2 separate regions of the Mus musculus genome follow, and region 2 is linked to region 1. A link is a contact called in public ChIA-PET data. All regions are on one chromosome and are shown on one strand. The core of a region is the stretch at or near the end of the contact, and the rest is flanking DNA. Distances in the headings are between cores, read along the strand shown.

The links. ChIA-PET counts read pairs in DNA pulled down with a chosen protein or histone mark.
Region 2: a contact with region 1 is called in an RNA polymerase II ChIA-PET map of memory CD8 T cells, with 40 read pairs. The contact joins the promoter of Acer2 here to the enhancer-like site in region 1. A contact is called at or near these places in 1 of 39 promoter capture datasets (liver), 1 of 484 Hi-C or Micro-C datasets (CD4 T cells), 4 of 115 datasets of contacts at active chromatin or transcription factors (CD8 T cells, effector CD8 T cells, embryonic stem cells and 1 more) and 3 of 9 other capture datasets (adipose tissue, liver and pancreatic islet).

The regions. Positions count from the first base shown.
Region 1 is chr4:86,716,071-86,719,374 of GRCm38.p6, forward strand. The region is part of intron 2 of Gm42312 (a long non-coding RNA gene); the gene reads left to right. Among named protein-coding and RNA genes, the nearest start is that of Gm42312, 6.7 kb to the left of the region's middle. Within about 2 kb of position 1,606, at least 37 of the 459 cell types and tissues checked have an H3K27ac peak or open chromatin away from gene starts, as enhancers often do. A contact at or near this core is called in adipose tissue and memory CD8 T cells, where this site is marked.
Region 2 is chr4:86,872,852-86,876,155 of GRCm38.p6, forward strand. It overlaps Acer2 (alkaline ceramidase 2), which reads left to right and starts at 1,563. Exons shown (of 6, transcript NM_139306.3): 1 at 1,563-1,745. The coding sequence starts at 1,638.

The sequences.
Region 1 (3,304 bases), core at 356-2,855:
AAGTAAATCTCAAAAATATTTTTTTAAAAAAATATGTGTATCTAAGCAATAAATGTGGGCAAAGGCCAGGAATCTTGAAGGGGGCCTTGGTCAGCACATAGAGACTTTAAGGGAAAGGGTGGCAAAACACAGGAGGATAAAGCAGAAGGAAGAACAGAAGGGCCAAAGAGTAGAGTAGACAAAGAACCGGGGCAGAGAGAGAGGAAGGAATGAGGCGAGAAGGCTCAACCAAAATGAAGCAATTCCCAGATGGGAACCTATTTACTTTGTCATCTACTTTTAAAAGCAAGAATAAAGACTGAAGCGGTATCTCAGTGTTTAAGAGAACTTGCTGCTGTTGCAGAGGCCCTGGGTTAGATTCCAAGCACCCACGTGGTGACTCACAGCCATCTGTAACTCCAGTTCCAGGGAATCCAATATTCTCATCAGGTCAACTTGGACACAAAATGTAATGCATATATTCACATGCAGGCAAAATACCCACATATATAAAATCAATAATAACAAAGAGCAAGCTGGGAAGAGGATCGGTCAGAAAAGCAAACATGGGGACCCAAGTTTGAATCCACAGAAGCCATATTAAAATTTTAGTGTGATTGGACGCACTTCGAACCTGCTTCCTGGGGACTGAGAGGCAAGAGGAACCTAAGGGCTCGCTGGTCAGCCAGTCTAGCTGAATGACTAGTCTAGCCAGCGAGCCTGTCTGAAAGAATAAGGTGGTGAAAGATTGAGAAAGATACCGACTTTGAATCTAGCCTCTATATGCTCAGGCATGGGCACCCCAAACCCCGACATACACACGTACATAAATACATACACAAAATGTACATACACATGCATAATACACAAAGTCAAATAAAAAAGTAAAGTATTCAATAAATAAGTTGGGTAAAACAATCTGAGTAGAAGCAATGGTGAAATCTCTCCTCCATGTCTTCTTTATCAGTAAGGTGGAACTCAGCAAACATGAAGCTACAGTTACCTAGGAAAGTATTGGGTAATAAATATGATAATCACAGATAGGGTACTCACCAGCAAGCCAAAGAGACTCACTCCTTATACTCAAAGGCAGTTTGTGGATTAAATCAGTGCTAGAGATCTTTTCTCTAAAGTCCTGGGTTCTGTTTGGTCCCCGGCACTAAGGAGAAAATACAAATTAAGAAGCAAAAATAGAGAATTTGTTTCCCCATAAGCAGAGCACAGGAATAGCCACAGCTATTACCAAATATGAATTATTTGGTCCAGTTCCATGAGCCCAGAAAGATTATCCTATCTCTTCCTTAGTGTCAGGAGACCTAGAGTTATGTCCTGGCTCTCTGCCTACAGGCATAAGTTGGTTTTATCCTGAAAACATTAAAAGCCTTGGCTTTGTTTTGAAACCATAGCAACAGAAACTGTGAACTTTGCAAAACCTCAGACTCCTGAGCTGAAAGAACCTTGAAGATAATTTTGTAACTAGTTTTGTTATTTATTTGGCACAAGTCTTTTTTTTTTTTCTTTTTTTGGTTAAAGATTTATTTATCCTTATTTGTGTGTATGTGTGCATGCATGCATGAGTTTATGTGCAACACTATGCAAATGTCGGTGGCGGCCAGAGAGCCTTAGATCCCCTGAAAATGCAGTGGCAGACAGCGGTGAGCCACCTAATATGGCTATTAGACCTAACCTGGAACTTCTGGAAGAGCAAAGAGTGCTCTTGACCACTGAGCTACCTCTCCAGCCCTGTTTGGCAGAGCTATAACAGAAACACAAAATATAAGAAAAATGAAAGCCAGGGACTAGAGAGAAGGCTAGAGTGTTGAGGGTACTTACTGCTCTTTCAGAAGACTTGGGCTGCATTCCTAGTATTCACATCAGGCATCTCACAACCAGGGCTTCTGATCCAGGGCATCTGATGCCCTTTGGCCCCATGTGGTGTGCAAAAACACATGCCAGCACACACATGCATCAAATAAACAAACAAACAAACAAACAAACAAATAAATTTTGTTTGAGACAGGATTTCTCTGTGTAGCCCTGGCTGTCCTGGAATTTACTCTGTGGACTAATATGGCCTCAAACTCAGAGACCCACCTGTCTTTGCCACCCAGCTGCTGGGATTAAAGGCATGTATCATCAGGCAAAATGAATAAATTAAGAAAGAAAGAAAGAAAGAAAGAAAGAAAGAAAGAAAGAAAGACAGAGAGAGAGAGAGAGAGAAAGAAAGAAAGAAAGAAAGAAAGAAAGAAAGAAAGAAAGAAAGAAAGAAGGAAAGAAAGGATGAGAGCTATGTAAATTCCCATAAAGAAGGGCAGGTATTTGGCTTGTATAGTGTTCTCTTCCCTTTGCTGGAGTTCTCTGAGGAATGCTAAGGCTCCCTGGTATTTCACTTACTTGTTCTGTCCTTCTCAGTTCACAGAGTAGCCAAACTGAGACTTGGTGGAGCTGAGTCAGAGATCTGTAATCCAAGCTACTCAAGCAGAAGGATCTTGAGTTCCAATCTAGACTAGGTAAAGCTCCACCTTGTTGAGAAGTAGGCCTGGGGAGGGAGGAAAGAGGAGGGGGGAGGGGGAACGGGGAGGGAGAGGGGGAGGGGGAGGGGGAGGGAGAGGGAGAGGGGCCACCTAGTTGGACCTGTAGTTTTGTGATAGAGTGTTTGTTTGCGCAGCATGCATAGGGGCTTGTATTTGATTGAATGCATCACAACAGAGACCCTCAGGCTCAGCAGTTAAGAATACAGATTGTAGGCGGGGCATGGTGGCACATGCCTTTAATCCCAGGCAGAGGCAGGTGGATTTCTGAGTTCGAGGCCAGCCTGGTCTACAAAGTGAGTTCTAGGACAGCCAGGGCTATACAGAGAAACCCTGTCTCGAAAAACCAAAAAAAAAAAAAATACAGGTTGCTCTTCCAGAGTACCCAGGATTCAGTGAGTCCCAGCATCTACATGGCAGCTTACAACCACTGTAACTCTATGCCTAGGGCACCCAACACCAACTCTTTTGGCCTCCATGGGGACTAACCACACATGTGATGCACTGACATACACACAGGCAAAAACCCATATATGTAAGTTAATGGTTAATCAGAACCCTTTTATCACATTTAAAGCTACAGTCTATTTGTTTGATGATTTATGTGGCCAAACAGAAACAGAAACTCTCTGTTTCTCTTGCATCGTCTCATTTATTCCTGACAAGACTCCTCTGAGGTATAGGTGATAGTGAGATCAACTCAAGAGATTAAAAAATCGAGAAGATAAGCAAATTGCTCAAGGTTGCATAATCACAACATTGCTGTTTTGTTCTTCAGTTGCTTCATCAGTAAC
Region 2 (3,304 bases), core at 313-2,812, 160 kb after region 1:
GAGGGAGAGGGAGAGGGAGAGGGAGAGGGAGAGGGAGAGGGAGAGGGAGAGGGAGAGAGAGAGACAGAGAGAGAGAGAGAGAACCTGGATGTGATGGTATGTGCCTATAAATTCTAACACTTTGGGGGCCAGCCTGGCTTGCATGAAACCCTGTTTCAAAAAAAAATCAAAAATAAAAATGTTGCAAATGATAAATAATGTTACAGTACTAACAAGAAACATTTTGATCACGTGGACCACAAATTCAGAAAATTGCCATACACAGTAACTGTTTTATATCATATTGGATAGATAGATAATGGATAGTTTTTCTTTCCAGGATTACAAGCTTGTGCCACTACACCCAGCTTATTTTTGCCTAAGCTATCGGGAGGAGAAAAATATGATCACATGAGAAAGCAGTTCTGCTGGACCAGCTGGTGTTGAATATACAACAGTGGGGGAGCCATTACTGTGCAGGGAGCCCTTATAGTGCATTTTTCGTTTGTGGCTCTGGCCTGCTCACTCCTGCTAGCCTGTAACTGACCCTAGAAGGAGGTCACAGTCTATGTTCTTCTTCTTGGGTTCCAGAAGACCTTCAGTAGAACCGGCTCTAGAGAAGGGAGAGGGGACAGAAGGTGGGATAATGAGGTCACAGGAGTGGTTTGGCCTGTAAGGAATAAAGCTGGATTTCGTAAACAGGAGGTGGAGACTGGCAGCTTCTGCCAGCCGTGGAGACAATGGCTGTGTGGGTGTCTGAGGAAGAGAAAGGTAGAAAGGTTAACAGAACCCGCTACCCAGGATGCCACCGGGGACACCTAATGAGTGACATATGAACGAACACTCTCTCAACAGTGCCCAGCTCATAATACTATATGTACTATATACAACTATGTATGTATTACGTTCTGTACTTGTGTGTTCTTACCTGCATCTTCTGTGGGTTGGGATGGCCGAAGGTTTCCCCAAGTCTTATGTTACCCATAAATGACTAAACATTCAGTACTACAGAAATGCTCTCCTGGTGTGGGTGGCCCAGGATGCTTGGCAGGGTCCAGAGAACCTGTTGCTACAGCCTTGAGAATCTTTTTATCCTAGCCAGCAACGAATTGGGTCTGGTAAAGCTGTTCTGCCTTCAAGAGGAACAAGAATATTCCTTAGGCGTGAGAATTGGTGTCCCTAGTGCAGTGAAGAAAATTGCTGCGAACTACCCCGGAGTCCAAAGAGGTCCGGGTCTCTGTGCGTTTTTCCGTACTTTACATTTTTACAAAGGGTAGGGGCCGTTTTGGCGTTCTTTACACAACCTGGACGCACGCGGACAAGAGCGACTCCGAAGACCTTTGCCACCAACCACGGTGGAACCGGAGAGTCCCGACTTCCACCCCAGCCCCGGTCCTACCCTTGGGGGTTCCCCAAGCCTGTCAGGTCCCGCCCCGGGTGGGCGTGGCCGCCGTGCTCCGGGACTCCGGGGGGCGGGGCTGGGGCGTGAGTGTCCCGGCGGTGGCAGGCGGGCACAGCCCGGCTTGGGAGGGCCGCGGGGAGGCGCCGTATCCGGAGGCTGTCCCGCACCGCATAAAGCCACAGACGCACAGTGTGCCTCGCAGCCGCTCGGGCCGGTCGCCGCTGCAGAGAAGCTGCTCCGATGCTCCAGAGCGGCCATGGGCGCCCCGCACTGGTGGGACCACCTGCGGGCTGGCAGTTCGGAGGTGGATTGGTGCGAGGACAACTACACTATCGTGCCTGCCATTGCCGAGTTCTACAACACGGTGCGGGACGCGGGGAGCGGCGGGGCAGGTGGGCGGAGGGAGGGAGCTATCCCCGTGTCTGTGGCGCCTGGAAGCAACCGTGGACGTCCGTGGCAGATTCACTCCACGCCCCCTTCTCCGGGCGCTTCTTCCAGCTCCATTTCTGCACTCCTCTCCGGTCCCTTTCCAGAGCTCCTCCAGCTCTTCCTGTCATTTTCTTCTTTATGGCTCTATTGTCTTGTTTGGCTCCTGTGCTCCGGGATCCAAGGGTCCGCATCAACCCATTTTTTCCAGTTTGGGTCATTTAGGGACGTGAGCTCACAGGGGCAGCTCCCTTTTTTCTGCCTAGGATCTTTGTGGCGTGACGCACCTGGGTCTCATTGTGCGTTTTTTTTTTTTTTTTTTTTTTTTTTTCCTCTGAGTACCTGTTTTGGGCTCCCTAGGAAAGGGGAGCCCTGGACATGTCCAGGGCTGGGTCCACTCTCACAAATCGGCAAGTCCTTTTCACTAAACTATGACAATGTTGATCTAATTATTTTCGTCCAGAATCAAGTAACTTCCTATGAGTTCTTTTTCTTGTTGCTTTTAGAGTCCAGTTTTGAGCCAGCTCCTAGTGGTGACTGTGAAGTCTAGGAGTGATAGCTGTGGGTTTTCTGGACTTGCCTAGGTCCCTAGATATGGACAAGCAGAAATTTACAGAATTCCTGGGATTTTGTTCTTTGCGAGAGGGAAGGATTGTCCCTAGGAGAGGAAATGTTTCTGCTTTTTCCCCCTGAACCCATCCATCCCTCAGGACTCTGGTATCCAATGTGACTTTGCATGGTCATTTTTCTGGCTTATCTTTTTTTGCTGTTCAAACAGAGAAAACAGGAACTCTTTGAGTCATTGTGAGTTTGAGATTGCTATTTAGGATTTTTTTTTTCCCCTTTCGGATTTCTGGAAAGAATGTTCTCAGCAAGAATCAAGCATTATTGCCTGGATAGACCCCTAGTCCCTTTTATGCCCCTGTCCTTTACTTTTGATCCCCCAACTCCCGTTTTTGTTCGTATTACTAGGCTATTGAGCAGTGAGCTGTCATGCCCATGTGCTGCTATGTCTGCGACTGACCCAGAATTCTCCACCGTGCCTTATCCAGGGCTTTTCCTCCACACCCACTTCTTAGTTGCTCAATGAAACCAGACCTTTGACATTCAGAGACATAGGGAAAGATCTAGTTAGTGAAAGTGGCCACATGTTCCCTATTATCCAACCTGGTGGGGTATTTATGATGCTCTCTACATAGACAGGCACCATCAGAAGAGGCCGGAGCAGGGCAGCTGGGGTAGCTGAGAAGATCCACCAGCAGTATCAAGTGGAGAACCGCTGAGAAACGCTAAAGGTTTCACTAGAGTCAAGGAATGACAGGCTGGATCATTCACCCCCTGGCACTCTCCTGTGGAGTGTGAGAGCTCTCAGCCAGGGTTAGCCCCAGTCATAAAGTCCCCCAAAGCTCATGCATAGTTGCTCTGAGCCAGCCTTGAAAAGCCCCCAGGGAGAATATTCTTTCCCTTTCCTTCTTCCCTCATCCTCGTTCCCCTCCC